Linked DNA regions of Sus scrofa: region 2 is linked to region 1. A link is a contact called in public HiChIP or PLAC-seq data. All regions are on one chromosome and are shown on one strand. The core of a region is the stretch at or near the end of the contact, and the rest is flanking DNA. Distances in the headings are between cores, read along the strand shown. Region 1 holds the start of FGD6 (FYVE, RhoGEF and PH domain-containing protein 6). Region 2 holds the start of NR2C1 (nuclear receptor subfamily 2 group C member 1).

The links. HiChIP or PLAC-seq counts read pairs in DNA pulled down with a chosen protein or histone mark.
Region 2: a contact with region 1 is called in an H3K27ac HiChIP or PLAC-seq map of skeletal muscle. The contact joins the promoter of NR2C1 here to the promoter of FGD6 in region 1. A contact is called at or near these places in 1 of 47 Hi-C or Micro-C datasets (liver) and 2 of 2 datasets of contacts at active chromatin or transcription factors (alveolar macrophages and skeletal muscle).

The regions. Positions count from the first base shown.
Region 1 is chr5:88,085,695-88,088,315 of Sscrofa11.1, forward strand. It overlaps FGD6 (FYVE, RhoGEF and PH domain-containing protein 6), which reads left to right and starts at 1,338. Exons shown (of 23, transcript XM_013998063.2): 1 at 1,338-2,180. All of the region lies in intron 1 of VEZT (vezatin), which reads right to left.
Region 2 is chr5:88,229,871-88,232,491 of Sscrofa11.1, forward strand. NR2C1 (nuclear receptor subfamily 2 group C member 1) reads left to right here and starts at 1,313. Exons shown (of 14, transcript XM_005664254.3): 1 at 1,313-1,641. It overlaps LOC110260793 (a long non-coding RNA gene), which reads right to left and starts at 2,288. Exons shown (of 3, transcript XR_002344252.1): 1 at 2,180-2,288.

The DNA of each region.
Region 1 (2,621 bases), core at 88-2,587:
GAAACTAAGTTCAGCTGCTCAACTTCATGGATTTTTTTTAAAAACTGCTTTGCTATTTTTAAATTAAAAATTCAAACAGTACAAAAAAGTCACAAAAATGCAAAATATATGGAGTGGATGGGATGAGCTATAATATATATAGTGTGAGAGGAGGGCCCCAGAGAAGATCAATATTTTAGAAAAAAGTAAAGGCAAAGCTGGAAAATAATAAGAGTAACAGTAAAAGCAGCTAAGATTTGTTAAGTTACTTATAGGATAGGCATTAAGTTAAGCGTGTTTTAGATCTCATTTACTCCTAACAATAAACTTTCTTTTTTTTTTTTATCTTTTTAGGGCTGCACCCTTGGCATATGGAAGTTCTCAGGCTAAGGGTCAAATTGGAGCTGCAGCTGTCAGCCTACATTACAGCCCCAGAAACACGGGATGTGAGCCACAGCTCATGGCAACGCCAAATTGTTAACCCACTGAGCAAGGCCCGCGTCCTCATGGATACAAGTCAGGTTCCTTACTGCTGAGCCACAATGGGAACTCCCTAACAACAAATGTGTAAAGAGGCATTCTTGGAGTTCCCATTGTGGCTCAGAGGTAGCAAACCCAACTGGTAACCATGCGGATGTGGGTTCGATCCCTGGCCTCGCTCAGTGGATTAAGTATCTGGCATTGCTGTGAGCTGTGGTGTAGGTCACAGACACAGCTCTGATCCCGAGGGGCTGTGGCTGTGGCTGTGGCTATGGCCAGCAGCTACAGCTCTGATTCGACCCCAGACTGGGAACTTCCATATGCCATAAAAAGAAGCAAAAAAAAAAAAAAAAAAGGCATTCTTAATATTTATCCATTTGGGGGTATACAGAGGTTAAATAACTTGTCCAAGGTCACAGCAGAATGTGAAGCTAGCGGGTCTGAGTCCAAAGCCTACACCCTTGATCAGAACACAAAAATGCCTGAAGAAAAAGCAGATCTAAAAGGAACAACTAAGATTTCTCTCTCAAGTTTGTGTTACTATTTTAAAATATAGGTTTTATTATACAGGTGTGGTGAAACCAACAGAGCAGGAGACAACTGCCATTGGAAAGATAGTTTGTTACAGTCACAGATACCAAAAGAAGGAAGCAGGCCATGCCGTGGGGGAGGGGAGGGCCCATGGGAAAGCATCAGGATCAGTGGTTGGGAGAAGAGCAAAATGAAGGTAGAGAGCCTTTATGGTGGTTTCTGTGGGAGGAATGGGCAAGGCAAGGTAAGCAGGCTTAAGACTGGCTAGATGGATGGTTTCAGCAGGGGCTGCAGCATAGGGGCTGTCCCTGGGAGGGCCTGGTACCTGACCCTGGGTGATCAGGCAGATATGGATAGTAGCCAGAAGAGCAGTTTGCTGTCTTTTAGTAACATGGGAGGAGCAATCCCCCCGGGGTCAGCAAGGGCCCAAGTTGGTAAATGAATCAGAATAAACAAAAGTAAAAGACATGGCTAATAAATATCAGATTTCATATTGTGTAAGGTCTAAAATGCAGGCCCCGCAGAGCATAATTTTTAATTCAATTATGTACCTATATATGTATGTATGTATGTATGTATACACACACACATACATATATTTCCTCTCTCTTCAGGTTGTCCTCATCTCAAATTATGACCCTTTCACTGGTGGAACACAACTATAGTCTCCTAAATCTGGAAACATATCAGGATTTTTTTTTTCCCCTGTGAGAATATTTTGGAAAACTGGAGTTCCTCCAAACCTTCATAGAACTGGTCTTATGATCTACAGGTTCTGTTTACTCATCCTTAAGAACGTTCTATATTTATTAGCCTCGGGTTAATAAAGTGGCAACTGGGAATAATTCAGGCAGAAACCAGAGGGAAATTTTCAGGCACATAAGAAAAAAAATCATCAAAAAGTAGTATATTACCCATTTAGAAATCTAGTCACCAAAGGTGATAGAACATAGCAGGCACCAGTGTAAACAATATCAGCACACAAAATTAAAGCAAGTATTCCAGTGCTGCAGTTTCCTCCAGGCTATGGGGGCCAGAAGCAGTGGACATCTGGAAGTGGCCCTTGACCTGCTCCCTCTACCCATCTCTCAGGGTACAGCGGTGTTTACCTCTGGTTTGGAGATGTGAGTGGAGGCACTTTCTGTTTGCTGCTACCAGATACACTTTTTTCTCACAAGAGGATCATCAGGGTAAGTTCTCCTTGCTTTTGTTGATTCCCTCCCCACTAATTCCTTCCCAAACAAAAGCAGCACCATCTGCTGAATAACCACACCATGCCAGGCCCTGTTCTAAGCATTTTTATTTACTAACTCTCATCTTTACAATAACCTTTCAGGCAGCGCTCATTTAAGATACGATGAAACCAAGGCACAGAGAAACCAAGATAACTTCGCAAGGTCACAGAGATAGTAAATGCTAGAGGCAGGATTTGAACCTAGGCAGCCACACAGAGCCAAAGCTGTTATTTACTCCACTACTTGCAAGTAACTTAGAGTAAATAAGTTCATTAGCTTGGACTAATAAAGCATTTAATTTGTTTGCATATTTTTTAAACCAGAAACCAGACTTAGAAAATTCAAAGTGGGTCAGCATAAGTCTCCTGATAACATCTATATTTATTACTAATCATT
Region 2 (2,621 bases), core at 63-2,562, 140 kb after region 1:
CACACAGACCTGTTTTCCTGAATCATAATTAGGGGTAGCTCTCTTTCACTCATACAATATATTCCCAAGCTGGCTTCTACTTTCAAACTTTATTAAGTCAGTTTACCATGACTTAGGTGAATTAATTGGATGATAAGGGGGTAACCCCATATTAGGCACTGAGAATAGAGGAAAGGTCTCAGATTGCCTTTTTCCATTGGACCTACAGTATCCTTTCTTAGTTGTCACCTTTGAGACTTAACTATCTGATTCCAAATTTGACTGCCTGCAGGAAGGGCTGCCTTAAAACCACCAAACACAACAAATGATACTAATAGGAAAAGGAGACTTTGGAGAATGAGACGAAAAACATATTTCCACGTGTTAAGGGTTGGTGCATGCCCCTTTTGTGTCCAGCTGCCTGGGTCCAGAGGAAAATGACAAAAGTGATGTTCTCCTTCTCAGCTCACTTTTGTTTTTCCAGACTTGGGCTTCCTGAATCCCTGACTGCTTTTCTAGTGCCTATCAATACTAAAAGAAAGCTCTTAATGTGAAAACCACACAGGGCAGCTCTTCCTGCTACACCGCCATGCTTCTGGTAGTATCAGAATGTGTTCCCTTGTGGCTAGAGTTCCCACCCTGGCTCAGCGGTAACAAGTCCGACTAGTATCCATGGAGATATGAGTCCAATTCCTGGCCTTGCTCATAGCCTTGAGCTGTGGTGTAGGTGACTCAGGTCTGGGATTGCTATGGCGAAGGCCAGCAGCTACAGCTGCAATTCCTAGCCTGGAAACTGCCATATGCCAGGGGTGTGGCCATTAAAAAAAAAAAAAAAAAAAAAGAATGTGATGCTCCGTCAATGCCTCTTCTTTTCGCAAATGTTTATTGCCCTTTAAGCACTGTCCTATAAGCTTGGAAACAAACCGCTGAGGAAAACAGACTAAAGCCAGTCTTAGGAAGATTACATTCTAAATGATTTAGAATATAATCACTAGCTCCGTTTGGCCATTAAACCTATTTATTCACAAGAGTTGACTAAGTAAAACTTCGCCACATACAGGATTATACCCCAGCTTGTTTTATTTAAGGTAATTTAAAATATTTTATTGGGATGTACCCTATTTTGTTACTCTTCTAATAAACCTTTTAGTCTAAGGTAAGAGAAAGTCTGTTAACAGAGCCAGATTCCCACAAGTTAGAAACCGAACTGTCATAAAACTGATTCGGTCATTTATTTTTGCCAAAATCGGATCTTCCTTTACCACCTTTTGCAAACGACGCTAAACAAGCGGCTTCTAAAAGTGCCCATAGGGCTCTGGCAGTGCAGTCTCCCTCCTACCCGATAGGGGGCAGCCAATTATTCAGAGGCTGGGTTCTCTCATCCACCCAGGGAACGTCACGACCTCCTCTCGCCACTAATGCGCAGGCGCGGGCGGGAGCGCGCAACGAGGAGCCGAGGGAGGGGTCACGAACTCTGACCCCCCCACAAATACACAAACCCCGAAAGCTCCCTGCCCCCACTTTTTAAAACCCTTCCCCCTTAGTTTTCTCCAACCTGCCTCTTCCCGGAGGCCCCCCCCCCCCCGCAGCAGCCGCCGCAGTGGGACTGTCCGGTCTACGCCCGGGGAACGTAGCTCGGCAGAGAAGCGCCAGTAAGAGCCGGTGAGGAAAAAAGCGGCCGTAGCCGCGCCCGGGACGGGGGGCGTAGGGCACGGGGAGGTCCTTTCCTCCCAACTGCCAACGGCTGCGTCCCCAGTTCCCGCAACAGCCTGCGGCTGCAGCCGGTAGAGCCCGCCCTCTGGCAGCGCCGCGCTGCTCGGGGCGGGCTGGGAGCGCGGACAGCGGCCGGAGCGGCGAGGCCGACTGTGCGGGGCTCCGAGAGAGGCCGAGGCCGTAGCCAGGGCCGGGCACGGGGCCCGGAGCCCAAAGAGGGGCCGGAGTGGCGGGCGCGAGAGGGAGTCCGCGAGCGGCTGGGCGCGCACGGCAGCCTCTCCCGCGGCGCCTCTGACCTTTCACCTACAGGAAAAGCTTCCGTCTCGGCGCCGCCGCCGCTTCCCCCGCCTTGGGGAGTCGAGCGCCACCGCCGCCGGGCCCGGGATGCAGCGTGGGCTCGAGCGCCGGCGGGACGCTGCGGGGTCCACCTGGCCACTCGTGGGCGCGAGCCGAGGCCCGGATCCCTTTCCCCGCGCGGGCCTCTTACCTAATTCTCGTGCTCACCCAGGGCAGACGGAATAACGCTTTCAACTTAAGAACGGATGGGGCGGGAGTGGCCGCTGCCTTTGGATCTGTATCTTTTGCGAAAGAATGGATCGGCCGAGGGTCCTCCCTGAAATGGGCATGTCCAAGCTTCCTGGAGCTCTTTTGTTAAGAAACTACCTCCAACTCCTGCAGATAGCGTTTGTTGAATGGTAAATGTTGCCAGGTTGTCTCGTAACCTTCACCAAATAGGTCACCTGTTTAAAAAATAATGCGAACTGGAAAGGAGAAGCAAAAGGGGTTGAAATTAAGGCCTTTGGGGTTTTGTGCCTCCTGAACTTGTAAATAGACCTTCGACTTTGAGGTTTTTGAACAATGCCTGCTGCGCGGTTGGTTGGTACACAGTGATTGTTTTTAGCTTTTGCTTGTGTGTCACTTTGGTAGAT